Regions from separate parts of the Zea mays genome. Here regions 1 and 2 are each linked to region 3. The links are chromatin contacts, called in public Hi-C maps. All regions are on one chromosome and are shown on one strand. Each heading gives the region's core, a stretch centred on a gene start, on an enhancer-like site or on the middle of the called end of the contact. The rest is flanking DNA. Distances are from core to core; before and after follow the strand shown.

Region 1 (4,737 bases), core at 1,539-4,038, 450 kb after region 3:
ACTCACTACTACCTGCACCATGGGCAACCATCCAAAGACCCAGCAAAACATCTCAAGGTGAGGACATGATGGTGTGCCCACTTAAAAGACATGAATTTAGCCAGGTGCTCCGTGCAAATGTCCACAAGGTTTTGACCCCTTTCGATCTTTGCCTGATATATGCAGAGGTATCACCTCAACCATCACTTCAGAATCCAGGACAAGGGCTTCGGCATCACCTCATCGCTTTGGGACGCTGTCTTTGGGACATTGCCTCCATCCATGACGTCTGGGAAGAAGAACTGACGCACGTAACTCAATTCTTGGCATGAGAGATTCTAGGGGACCTGTAATATATATTCAAGCTAGGGATAATCCTGGATCTGTCTTCGTGCGATGGGTTGACATGTTCATTCAGTTCTCAAAGTTCTTGTAGTGTACTGATTGTCTGTTGATCTATTCTGAATGTGATGATAGTACTTCGCTGCCTCAGCCTTCTGTGCATTGCCAGCTGTACCGAAAACGGCATGTTTTACTTAACTCTTTTCGTCTAGTTCTTAAAATCAGAGCATCAGACTCTTGCAAATGCAAGATTCTCGCGCGCATTTTTGTTCCTCCTCCGGGTCCCCATCATGCGCTGTCTCTGTATACAGTTGGAAGACTGGGTATATCTCATGGATATTCTGGGCTTGGGTTTACGGATTCAGGAGAGTGCCGCAAATTTTGTGCGTTTGCGAAAGGTATGAGCAGCTTAGGCAACAGCTAAGGCCACATAAGAGCAACTCAAGAGTGTTCCAAAAAATCTTTCCCCAAAATAATTTATTGGAGTTCTGCTAAAATTTTATTTTCCCAAAATCACGTTGCCCTATAACAGATCCCTAAAAATCTTTCCCCAAAATAATTTATTGGAGTTCTGCTAAAATTTTATTTTCCCAAAATCACGTTGCCCCACAACAGATCTCCAACAGTACATTCCCCAATACTTTTCAAACTAGCCACGTCAGCACATGTGAACTCTACCTGTCATCGATCTCATCTATGAATATCATCCATTCAATCACTGTCATGTCCATTAGTTGTTGATCTCTTTCTTTCTCCCTCTCATTTGACTCCGGGCGCTCTGCGTCCTAGCGTGATGTCCATGACGATTGACGAGGTGCACAAACGTCGTAGACTCGTAGTCCTCAAAAGCCTCACACATAGGGCCTGTTTGGTTCATCTTTTTTCTGACTAGCTTTTCTAAAAATCTAGCTGTGGAGAGAATCTGGCTGCGGGGAGAATCTGAGTATCATTACGATTACGTGTGGAGAAGATAAAGTTATTAATAAGGCTCAGGATCTAGAAAGTGACGGATTCCTACTATTACAACGACTCAACCGATCATGTGTTTATGTTAATTTTGGATGATTTCTGCCCCAACGAATTTTATAGAAGTTGGCTGAAAAGCTGAGTGTTTGGTAGTCCGCAGCAGCTTTTGGTGGCCAGAAGCTGCCAGAAGCCGAAACAAACAGGGCTATAATCGAGTGCTCCAGCAGCGACCGGTGAATTATCAATGTCCACGCTTCTCTGGAGCTTGCGCTTGCTGATGGAGTTGCATGCGGGGTAGGGTGAATCGTGAAGACGATTGGGGAGGATGGGAGACACGAAAATATGCGGGAGGAGGATGGAGTTTTTTCAGATACCTCTATTTTTTCGCAAGAATTAGAGAAGTTGTTGGAGTCCATATTTTTACATCTTTCATCCTAAATAAAGTTTTAGGAGCAATAAAGGGAAACTCTTGGAGTTGCTCTAAGAAAACAATTATTATGTGTGTGCGCCAAATGTCGTGTTTATGTTAAATCAGTCTGTATGATAATAAAGAAAATGTGACCAACCTAAGGGAAACTAGGTCATTTTTTTATCGAGAAGAAAATAACGGCGTGGAAGAAATTAAGGGTCAGTTTGGTTCACGAACAAAACTTGCCACGTTAAAGGTAATGCCATAGTTTTTTTGGCGGCTGTTTGGTTGACCATCACATTTACGACGCGTCACTCACACTTAGCATCCTCTTGCACATGTCATATACTTGTTTTCATATCAAAATTTACCATAATTTTAGCATCGATTTTACTCGGCACACTTTTTTGTGACAGCCACAGTTTACCAAATACCAGGCCTGACAAATTACAACAATTAAACAGACTTTAAACCTAGGTGGTTAGGTGTATAACCACACTTTTTACCAAATGAGTTGAGTTATGCTCACTTGCTACTTTCATTATACAATTAAAAGAAGATACACCATTGCTGAGCTGATTCTTTTACTGCCATAACAAGTGATTTTGCCAGCGTGGCTTTGTTATCTCCCTTAAAATTATGCTGTTTGCAATTATTCTTTTACTGCCATAACAAACTCATAAAAAATTATCATAGATCAGATTGGCCATCATAAGTTGGTAGCATCTTGATTTTGTAGTCTAAAGGCCATCGCAACATCTGCAGGTTTGTTGATAGCGGGGAAGTTGTCAATGGAGATGAATGATTTGAGTCTTTTTTTTTCTCGTGAAGCTTTTGTTGTTGGGTTATCATCATGTGTGTCATCTTGGTTGATACCGTGAATTTCGTCATTTAGGCACCCAAGAGTGGCTTCAACTTTCTGGTTCTTCAAGGATTTCTCCTTTGCTCTTCTTTGGCAGTCTTCAAATTCTGTTTGTTTAGTTTATATATGGTCTTGCGATTCAATGATTTCCGTCGGTTTTCATCCCTACCTAATTGGCACCCCTACTTGCACGTGCGTTCTGCGCGGGTCACGTGCCATTTCATCTATCCATCCCGCAGCTCTTGTCTCTGGCAACCGTACGCCCAACCGTGTTCCCGCGCCGCCCACGAACTACTCTCCGGCGCTGCCCATGACGACGGTGTCGCGCGCGCTCGGCTCCGCGTTCGCGGGCTTCACGCGGGCGCCCGCGGTGGCGCAGACCGCGACGACCCTGCCCTCCCCGTACGGCTCGTCGGCTCTGCACCAGCACTGGCGCTGGAGCCGGGCCTGCCGCACCCGGCGGTTCTCGTCCGGCCGCGCGGCACGGATTAGCATGAGCCTCCGCGCCGGTATCGTCGGGCTTCCTAACGTCGGCAAGTCAACCCTCTTCAACGCCATTGTGAGTTACTAAGCTTGCCTGTTTCATTGCTTCCTGTTCCTTGGAGGAATTCGTGTTGTCAAGAACTCGTAATAACCGGCGAATCTAGATGGGACAGAAATGTGTAGGTTATTTTCCGCTCTATATATGCTCTTCTGGATTCGTTCATTAGCTCGGTATAAGATGGAATTGTAGCCTGTATGTTGGGTGGATGTCGGTGGACGCCAACTGTTCGACATTTTGCCACATAGATATTCTTGTGGAACGGCTGACACTGTAGGTTTGTATAATTTGTAGAGTCGATAAAGTTCACATAATATCTTGTTCTTTTGTGTAGTTCTGCTGCTGTGCAAGTTGCCCTCTGGACTTGCTTGAGTAAAATGCTTCGAATGGAGAAATGTATGTGATATACATAGGACATGTTCTTCCAAGGAATGATTTAATGTTAGTTCTGTTATCAATATTTTTCAGGTTGAAAACGGGAAGGCACAAGCTGCAAACTTTCCCTTTTGCACCATCAGCCCAAACGTTGGTGTGGTGGCTATCCCTGATCCTCGTTTGCAGGTGCTCTCAAAATTAAGCAAGTCCCAGCAGACGGTCCCAACATCCATTGAGCTTGTGGACATTGCTGGTCTAGTCAAAGGAGCAAGCAAAGGAGAGGTACCAGTTTTGCCATTGTCTTCAATTAACCTGCAGGATACCTCCAACTCCGCTGAGCAAATGTGAGATGGTTCCAGATTAGTTTATACATAATGGTATTATGGTTGGCAATTGAAAACAGGGACTAGGAAATCAATTCCTTTCAAACATTCGTGAAGTGGATTCCATACTTCAGGTTGGTTTCTTGTACCCGTACTCTTAAGCTCTCATATATTTGCCAAGTTCCAGTGTCTGTCAATTACTGTGCGCCATCCTGCTGGCATCTTTATACTTTACAGGCTAATACAATTCTCCATCAGATATCCCTTTTTCGTCCAATTTTATTGATATGCGACATGTGAAGTAAAATTGGGAGCCACTCTGTTATCCTTATCCAGCACTGCAACTCACTGCTGATGCTTCATTGTCATTTCTTATGTGTTGGAGATAGCAAAATCTTATAGGATGAGCTTCTTATAAGATATTAGCTGTTGAGGTTCTAGGAATAACTAATTATCTGTTTTTTTACTGGATTCTCAGGTTGTGCGATGCTTTGAGGATGACGATATAGTTCATGTCAATGGCAAGGTCGATCCCAGATCAGACATTGATGTCATTAACCTAGAGCTGATATTTTCAGACCTTGAACAGGTAATTTGGTGAACTGATTTCCCTTTGTCATGCTATCACGCATTTTCAAAAGAAACTTCTTTGCTATCTGTAATCCTGTCCAACTGCTGACATTTGCATAATACCGTAGATAGAGAAGAGGCTAGATAAGCTTAACAAGAGTAAAACGAAAGATACCCAAGTAAAAGTGAAGGTAATACATACGAATTCTTTCATTCTGATGACCTTTTTGTTCTATGTTCTAACTGTTTTCACTACTTAGGAACAAGCAGAGAAATCAGGATTGGAAAAAATTCAGCAGGCACTTATGGAAGGAAAGCCTGCAAGATCGGTCGATTTAGCTGAGCATGAGAAAGAAGCTATAAAACACCT
Region 2 (4,740 bases), core at 1,055-3,554, 340 kb after region 3:
GCAAGGGGAATTATCACCCATCCGAAGAGTACCTCCGTTCTGCACAGCTTCATAGGTACTGAACAGAGATTTTTAGTGCAAACATGATACGAGCAAGCAGAATCGAGGATCCATTGGGCATCATCAGCAGCACAACCAGCAAAGGCAATAAGAACATCACCATTATCAGAATTATTTTCGGATGCAACAGAGACAGTACCACCGGTCTTACCCTTCTCCTTATTCCTCTTCTCCTTGTTCTGCAGTTTGTAACGGTTCTCAATTACATGGTTCGTCTTCTTGCAGTATTTGCAAAATAATTCATCGGATGCCCCCTTGACTTGGAGCGACCCCTCTGGTTCTTTCCTTTCCTTTGCCACCTGAGTTGGACTTTTTTTGCTCAGTGCGGCCACGGACATACAAAGCTTCTCCACTCGAGCCAGCAACATCTTTCGAGTTAACCATCTATCTCATCTTTTCTTTCGCAGTCAAAGCTTCATACACTTCAGCCATGGTTAGAGTATCACGATTGTATAGGATGGTATCTCGAAAATTGCTAAACGATGCAGGGAGGGAACACAGGAGAAGAAGAGCTAGGTCTTCATCATCAAACTTTACCTCCATAGACGTCAGATCGGCCACGATCTCCTTAAACACTGATATGTGCGTCAGAACGGAGCCTCCTTCCTGCAACTTGTGGGAGAACAACTTCATTTTGACATGCATCTTGCTGGTCAGATCCTTTGACATACAGATCGACTCCAGCTTCAACCAGAGAGCAGCGGCGGTTTTCTCCGCCAGAACCTCCTGCAGGATATTGTTAGACAGATGAAGGTGAATATGTGTGAGCGCCTTACGATCCTTGCGCCTCTCCTCATCAGTCCATGTCCTGGCGTCCTTGTTGCCAAATCCATCTAGGGCATCATCTAGGTCACGATCAAACTTCGAGAGAATCGCCCGTATCTTCACCTGCCACAGCGAGAAACGCGTGTCGAGATCCAGCAGCGGAAGATCGTACTTCATTGTCGTCGACATCCGTGTGCCGGCAGGAAACCCTAGCACACCGATCACCAAACAACCAAAGCTCTGATACCATTTGTTATAAATGAATACGACACAAAGGGAATCAATCACAGAGAAGACACAGATTTAACGTGGAAAACCCCTCTAAAGCGAAGGGGAAAAACCACGGGCGCCGGCCAGCAACTTTTCACTATTTTCGGGTGGTTATAGATCGCAGGAGATTTACAATTGAGATAATTATCTCCTACGGCTTACAAAGATATTTATAGAGGTGAAACCCTAAAATGAGTAGGGAAACGATCTGTATGGCCCAGGCCTCCCGGCGACGGGCCTCCGCTTCGCTCGCCAACTTGGTCGCCTTCTTCAGAATTTGGATCACAAACTCAACAGAAGTCGCTTGCCGCTTTCTCAAACACGGCCCGCCGGAGGGCGAATAGCGCGAGCCGCTTCTCGGGCGGCTCCCGGCCGTCGCCCCCTCCGGAGCTGCCGCGCCCGCTTCCGCTGCTGCCCGGCGTCCGCTCACGCCACGACTCGAAGAAGGACGCCGAGTCGGCGGTGCCTCCGGTCCCGAGCCCGGTTGTGGCGGCGGCGCCACGGTGCTCCATGATGTCCAGCTGGATGCTCGGCGGCACATCGCCACCGCCTTTCTGCCAGCCGCCGTCGCTGTTGGACCCGAGGCCCGTGGCGTCGCGGCTCTTCTTGTACTTCATGCTGGCTGGCGCCAACACCTCAGCTAGGCCTAGGCTCGCTGATCCCGAGAAATGAGGAGGGGAAAAGAAGGGGGAATCCCGCGTGCGACTCCGACAACAAGAGGGCGAAAAGGGCGCCTCGAGAAGTCGAAGAGAAGGGTGACCCAGTTGCGCTGCACGACGTTTTCTCTCGAGAGATGGAATTGGGAAACTTGGGCAAGGAGGAGTCGAGAACTGTTGACGCCGACTGGATCAAGGATTCAGCGGCAAAAGTCAACTCGCCTATGGGGGAGTAGACAAGAAAAGGCGATCGACTTGGTGTCCTCGCGTGGGGATGATGGCGACGTGATCAGAATCATTCAACTAAGAATAGTAATGCATCTGATGGCGGATGGTGTAGTAGTGCTGATTGTACTCATCGGCGAGAAGAAGCAAATGAGCGACGCCAATCATCTGCATATAATAATGATAAATAATAAAAGGGGAGAATCCAGTTACAAGGTACCGATGGATCCGGCACAGCGAGAAACTGTAGATTCCAGCTTCTCAGTTGGACACAGTCGCTGCCTTCATTGCTCGATATGGTCACGAGGAACCCACGTGCTCGACGCTGGAGAAGGTGACGAGAGGGCCGGACACGCGGGCCGGCCGTGACTGCGCACGTGAGTGTCGGAGAAGCTTTATTCAAAGTTATGTTTTTTTTAAAAAAATCTTGACAGAAGTTAAAGATCGGAAGAGTGTTTTGAACTCTCGGAGATGCTCGTATAAACGCAGAAAATCCCTTTTTTTGTTCGCTTTGTTTGCAGAGAACAACACTAGGCGACTACTACTTCCACGCAATAGAGATCGACGGAAACGGATGGCAGAAAACAAACCGAGAGTCGTCCATGTCCGCCACCCAGGCATGAGGGTGAGGCATCCACGCCTGCCACGGCCACGGGACGGTGGGTCGACGTCCGCCAGCGCATCGGCGTTGGCGTGCAAGCGATTAAGCGGCATATGCCACGGCCACGACCGGATTGGTCCACTGGAGTCGACGGCGCACACCTGCACGCACGTCTCGGCTCGTTCCGACTTGGGGACACGGACCACGTCCCGACCTCTCGTCCTTCCTTATCCACACATCCACGGCGGACGCGGTGCCTGATTTCCTGACCGCTGCACCTGCACACAACACACGTCAGGCGGCAGCGGCAGCATCGCACGGAAAGTTCATTGGGCATTGGGCGACTCGCAGGAAGGTCGACTCCGGGTGGATGAGAACTCCAAGTTCCACCCGTACAAATTGGGCCGGAAGCGCTTGCCGGGCCACAAGAGGGAACACGAACGGAGCATGCTGGGCCAAAGCATGAACCCGAAGGCGAGGCGCGCGAGACGGAGGGAATAGGGATGAAAACGAGACGGATATAGCCGTATATAAGGTCATCCCGTATCATATTCTAATGTATTTCTCTCGGATACGAGACCGGATATGAGTAGTTAATATTCGGGACGGATATAGAACGGAACTGGGTAATAATCCGGACGGGTAAAAAACGGATAATGGATACTACTCGGGTAGGTACCGGATAATTGTCGGGTAGTTCGTCCGATGATATTAATTGTCCAACCATCCATAAGTTAAGCAATACATAATCATTTTTTGCGCAATATTAATTGTCTGATGTTATATATGGACATATGTTGTGTCTCCGTAAAATTTCACGATTTTTTGAGGCTATTTATGTATTATTAATTTCTTGTCATAGAAAATCATCAAAATACAATGAAATCCTTAAAATATTGTAGTATCGACCGAAAAATACAAATAAGTTACCAATACTAATAAATAGTCTATAAAAAGATAACCTTAAGTTCCTACGTGGAGATAACCTTAAGCCCCACATAAAAATGATAAAGTCTATTAATTTGATATAAATTTGGACATTATTTCATTGATTTTGGTCTAAAAGATACGTTTAAACAAAAAATTGATGTATTACAAAGTTATAGATCTCTTCAAGCTCTACAATTTTTATATAAACTTTATCTTCATCCGATTTCATATGTAAAAGTTATGATTTTATAACTATATTATGCTGAAAAAGAAAAAACGGGTACCCGTCTCCGACCCGAATATCCGGGTATTTTCCGGGTAGTGCTCGCTCCGTATCCGACCCGAATCCGAAGCTACAGTATCCGGGTATTACACGTGTCCATCCCGAATATAAAACTACCCGAATCTGTATCCGAAAAACGGGTATTTGTACTACCTATATCTGGTACCCGACGGGTATACCCGACCCGTTTTCATCCCTACGAAAGGAGGCGTGAAGAGAGCGCTGCTTGTGTTCGTGTTGGTCTTGCTGGATTTGAATTTGCTCTTTGTTTGGTAGGTAGCAAGGCACATAATAGTTCGATGACAAGTGAGCCCTATTGTCCCGGCGGCTAGCCGGATTGTGAGCTGGGCTGGCAACCTAGGACGACAGCTGCAAAGAGACGATACCTCTCGACTCGAGCGTAGTTCAAACTTCAAATATGCGGTCTTTGTTTCGGCCTTTTCCTAACTTCTCACCATCCAAACTGTTGTCGATTAAAACACTTAGCTTTGTTGTCTGTATTTTTATAATCGTTTAATTTAAAATCGTCTAAAATCAACGTAAACATTGAATCAATCAAGTTGTCGCGATAGTAGAATCCATCACATTCTAGATTCCAAATCTTATTATTTCATCTTCCTCTACGCGTAATCTTCTTGATAATCAGATTCTCCTGACGGCCAGATTTCATAGCCAGGTTCTCAAAAAATCCTCAAAACAAAGCTGAACAAACAGGCCCGAGCAAAATAAGCGGTCTTTCTGTCACATCCATATCTCGCTTTTTAGTGCCTGATTGTAGGGATTCTTGCAGCCTACCATTTAACTCGCATGTATAGCAGTTAGCTCTTCACTATTAATGTAGGATCCCACATGTGTCTCTCACAAAAGTGTCGGAGAGGCCGACTAGTCAGCAGAAGGACGATGAAAAGATCCGTCGTGGAAGGACCCACCCCTGGATAGTCCCAAGGCAA
Region 3 (4,781 bases), core at 87-2,586:
AAACGAAAATGTGGGAACAAGTCCTTTCTTCATCTATCTGTCATAGGGAACCTTGAGCTTGCACAATGTTTTTTTAGAATATCATTGATCGGGTAGTGGTATTTCATCACTCATGTGGTCACCTTTGTGGTAACTGGTAGCCTACACTTGTTGCTACAACTATGTTTGGAGCACCACTAATTAAGCCAACTTGGCACAATAACAATGGTCTTATCTCCATCGTCTTGAGGTCATGGTCTCTATTCTAGTTTTAATCCAAAAAATGTCTACTTTTCTAATAGTGGATACCTTCATTGTGTGTATCATATAAAGGGGTAATCATTATGATTTATGGTGTGAACCTGACAAGCAGTAATGGAACACGATCTCCACTAACACCACACTCTCATGTTAATAAGTGACATACTCGGGTTGGGAGCCACCAAAGGGGGAAAATAAGGTATAGAGCCTCCACCAAATAAAATCAAGCCAAAAATTACTGGAAATGAGTTCCATACTTGGACAAAGCTAGGTTAATAAGCAAACCATTGTGGAGTTGAACATTCATTACAACAATATTTTACTCATTATAGTATAATATAGTGAGTGTGGATTGCACATGGACATTTTACTCAGGTTGGAAGCTGCTGCATTTGATTCCTGTAGCAATACGATCATTTTTGTTGGCACGTTGTATGAACTCGGATTAGAGTTATAAGGTCTTGTGTTGTTTCACAAAATTCTAGCTCCTATGCAGCTAGCCTTTTGTAGTAGTGTCGTTTAGATGCATTACACAAATGTCCAATGTGACTGAGCGCCCGCCTACAGCATGATTGTTGTCACCCTTATTGTAACTTTTATGTCTGGTGTACAAGTACACTAGGTAACTGGGATCACAAAAAATATTTGACACAGCACACTTTTGTGAGCGGTTCACTACACCAGAACGATGAGAGTACTTGATCCTTTTATTGACCAAGGACAGTGACACCACCGGGATAGTGTTTAGTGTGTCTCCACTGGGGCGTTGTGAAGACTTTTTGAAGCATTTTTCTGGGGTATGAAATTCATGCCGCTATCCTCTATTGCAGTATTGATTGACATGTTTTTTTTGCGTAAAAATATCGAGTCCGAGAACTGCCGACGGTCTAGTGGGCCGATCCCTTGCAGGACTGAGACTGACTAGTGGACCAAAATCTCAGTCCACAGTGACCCAGTCTTAATGTGTGCCAGGTAGGTCCACCGGCCACCACGAAACGTGAATGATTCGGCCCGAGAAAATTCCGACTGTTGCGCCGCTCATGTGCGCGAACTCGTTTGCTTTCGGCTTTTTTCCCCAAACCTTTTTCAGCCCACGCGCCCTCCCCCGATCGTTGCACTTGTACCCCAAATAAACTCCCTTCCCTCCATCGGTCCATCCATCCTAACAGAACTAGGACGCGCACGAGACGAAACCGCCGCCGTCCCACATGGCCGACTCCGGCGCCCTCGTCGTGACGGAGGCGCAACAGCAACACCCGCTGAGCCAGATCGCGGCGAGCGAGACGCACCGGCTGCTGCTCAAGCAGTGGGTCAAGGAGGAGGACCTGCTGGCGCGCCGCGTGGCGCTATGGGAGGCCTGCCTCAACGGCGCCCGCAAAGAGATCGCCTTCCTCTACTGCGCCTTCTTCGCCTTCCACGCCGCTTCCGTGCTGCTCCTCTTCCTCTCCTCCTCCTCCTCCTCCGCTGCCTCGGCGGCAGCGACAACAGCATGCAGACGGTCGTGGATCCCCTACCTTGTCTCGCTGCTCTCCTCGCTCACCATGCTCTGGGCGCTGTGGTACAAGTCCGACACGGAGGCCGTCCTGGAGCGCGTCCTCGCGCGAGAGCGCGAGGATGCGCTGTACCTGGCCAGGTGCGTCTCCGAGCTCAAGCGCAAGGGCCTCCGCTTCGACCTGCTCAAGGAGGTGGACACACTGCGCAGGGCCAAGAACCTTCGCGCTGAGGCCAAGGGCGCAGCAGACAGGCCCAGGAGGTGGCAGACTAGGGACCTGGCCGTCTTCGCGCTCTTCGCCGCCGCCTGCGGGGTGCTCGTGCTCACCAGGTTCTTGCTCTGCAATTAGCCAGGTCAGGTGGGGAAGCGATCAGCACGTGTTGCTTGCCTTGCCTTCTTGGCCTCTTCTCCTCCTTGTTCATTCTGGGCAGAATTGTTTTTCTGCGAATTTTGGTGCTGGTTTTATCTATTTGTAATAATAATAAGGAAATGATCTGATTGTAACAGAGAGTAAATGCTCTCGGTATTATGAATTTACGATGATACCTATTAATGTTAATGCTTGTGAGTTCATTTTGGTGGAACTGGTAAGGGGCTCGTTCGGTTTCCTTCCAATCTACATTGGAGGGGATTTTGAGGGCCTGTTCGTTCCTATCCTAGTCCATATGGGCATGTTTGGTATGGCGCTAACGCTGCCACACCCTACCTAAGCAGCGGCGCTCAATTTGGCCGCCACAGCGATGGCGGAAAATCTGTGGCGTGGACGGTGAGGCGGCCAACCAAACCTTAAAATCATTCCCAAATAACCCAAATAAGGCTAACCTGGTTCTGGAACTTGGCAGCATTTTGGTATCTCGGTTTTCTCCCTATCGAACGCTCCTTCAGACATTTCCCCAACTTCAGACATCTGATAGCACATTTCAAGAAATACGACAGAAATGTTTTAGATGATCCTGCTATAACATTTCTTTATTGAATTATCCTAAATTGAAAGATCTTGTGGAGATGCTCAGTTGCAATCTTCAAACACATATATAGCCTCCAGGAGTCACACACACAAGCCATTCTACTGCAACGCCATTGCATGATTACAGAAGATATAAAGTGTGATTGCAATCATATCACAACATCCACACACACACACCATCTTTAGACACAAGCATAGATTTGACTCTCAATCTACACTCTCAAGACAACCAGGGCGAAATTAAAGAAGAAAGAATATAAATCCAACATCACCACCAAGACATATATGTAGTAGTAGTAGTAGTAGTAGAATGGATGGATGGATGGAGAGACGTCTGAATCTCAGTCACACAGCCTCGGACCCTTGTTTCTTGCTGTGGAATGGCTGAGTCGGCGGCAAGGAGGCTCCGATGACGCCGGGCGGCGGCAGCGACATGCCGTAGATCTGCGCGCCGACGCCGGTCCGCTCTCCTCCCGGCCCCAGTGCTTGCCGAGGAAGTAGAAGCCGAAGCCGAGGAGGATGGAGAGGAAGATGAAGGGCAGAGAGACCACCAGCACGAACCCCATTGCTCGCCTCTGCCTCCTGTCCTACCTCAAGTCACAGAGCAGGGGGGTGTGGAGCGAGAGGAGCTGATATGGTGACTATTGATTGCTTTTTTGGGTCGCTCGTCGTTGCCACTTGCTAAAATCCCAGCAGAGATGCTTTGAAGCTTTGTTTTGCTTTGCTTTGGGACATGGGAGACGAAGCGGGGGTGGGTGGGTTAAATAGATGGGGAGACAATGGAAGCTGCAAAAGAATCCTAGGGAAGGAGGCCGGTCGGGCTGCAGCTGGAGCCTGCAAGAGAAGAAGCTTGTGAAGTGTGCTGGCTACTGTCTGATAGCGTAGCGGCAAGTGACCGTTGTCGTTGGTGCTGGTGTCCTGGAGGGAGGGGAGCTGGCCTGGCATGGCTAGAGTCTGTACCTAGAGGCAACGGTCGAGTGACGAATGCCCTGCACCTTGTTGTACTTCTGACCTCTTCATCCGTGGTAGCATGTTCCACCATCTGATTGAGATTACGGTTGAGCAAAGAACTCGCACATTTGCCCTCTTTCGCTCAGTCATTTCGAAAGGGATTGTAAATGCACAATTCACACGTGTAATAACGAGCTAGTAACCCTGATTCCTTAATGACTCATCTTCTAGACTTCTACAACCTTTCATCTTTGCCATATAAAACCACCTCATTATTTGATGCGTCCAAAGTGACGGTATCTGTTGGCCAAAGCAGTTTTTTGTGCTTAAACACAGCTCATACAAATACTCCTATATGATTCTACTACCAGTACCAGGACAGTAGAGGTTTGCGAGACTAGTTCCCTACTTTATGTGCAGCTCTTTTTTGTTAGTATAGTGTCATGTAGTCCACCTGTCCACCACCTGATCCAAAATACTAGTGTCTGTTTCCAAACAATTGGTCGCTTTGGGATTTATACTCTGACAAACAATATTGTTTAGATACTTATAGGGTGATTGGTTCGAGGAATGAGTTATTCCATCATCTTCTCACTCATCACTTTTTTGTTTGGTTCGTGGAATGGAATGAGTTGATTCATCATCACCTCATTTCTCATAGTTAGTACTAATATAAGAATGAGATCATTCTATTAAATTTGATGAATAGACTCATGATGCATCACATTATCTTCGATGAAGTGATTCCTCAAACCAAACACCCCTTATAGTTAATCAACGTGAGATGTGTTGTTGTATTTGTTGTCAAAAGTACTACAAACGTGTCTATTCTAACTATTTGTTTTGTTCAGATAAGAGGGGCCTTGGCTATTAATTTCTATAAAAATGCATTATCTCATAAATAAAAGAAAATAGACGTTCGAGACTATTTTTAATGATGAGCCTAATGTCATCAACCATACTCTGAGGTTTTCTTCTTGGTGATCAAGCTATAGAAGTTTGGAAGGTGTGTTAAATGATTTATATCCTAGAGGAAAGAGCATGTTCAATACTCTTGTGTATGACTTAATTTCACATTCCCTTTTGGGTAGCGAGGCCGATCAATGATGTCAAGGTGCACAACCAATTGTC

Evidence for each region. Hi-C and Micro-C count contacts between places; a contact is called where the count stands out from the background.
Region 1: a contact with region 3 is called in a Hi-C map of ear, with 1.7 times the contacts expected there. The contact joins the promoter of LOC100274056 here to the promoter of LOC103644129 in region 3. A contact is called at or near these places in 2 of 25 Hi-C or Micro-C datasets (ear and tassel).
Region 2: a contact with region 3 is called in a Hi-C map of leaf, with 5 times the contacts expected there. The contact joins the enhancer-like site here to the promoter of LOC103644129 in region 3. A contact is called at or near these places in 4 of 25 Hi-C or Micro-C datasets (ear, endosperm, leaf and 1 more).

What each region holds. Positions count from the first base shown.
Region 1 is chr1:290,802,105-290,806,841 of Zm-B73-REFERENCE-NAM-5.0, reverse strand. LOC100274056 reads left to right here and starts at 2,788. Exons shown (of 11, transcript NM_001353087.1): 1 at 2,788-3,117; 2 at 3,568-3,756; 3 at 3,878-3,931; 4 at 4,276-4,386; 5 at 4,496-4,558; 6 at 4,628-4,737. The coding sequence starts at 2,869. It overlaps LOC100282761 (inositolphosphorylceramide-B C-26 hydroxylase), which reads left to right. Exons shown (of 7, transcript NM_001155667.2): 6 at 1-57; 7 at 166-471. The coding sequence ends at 285.
Region 2 is chr1:290,917,330-290,922,069 of Zm-B73-REFERENCE-NAM-5.0, reverse strand. No RefSeq gene overlaps it. Among protein-coding and RNA genes, the nearest start is that of LOC103645671, 19 kb to the left of the region's middle. Within about 2 kb of position 2,304, at least 20 of the 20 cell types and tissues checked have an H3K27ac peak or open chromatin away from gene starts, as enhancers often do. A contact at or near this core is called in ear, endosperm, leaf and 1 more, where this site is marked.
Region 3 is chr1:291,252,049-291,256,829 of Zm-B73-REFERENCE-NAM-5.0, reverse strand. LOC103644129 reads left to right here and starts at 1,336. Exons shown (of 1, transcript XM_008667326.3): 1 at 1,336-2,291. The coding sequence starts at 1,449. The coding sequence ends at 2,081. It also overlaps the pseudogene LOC111590125.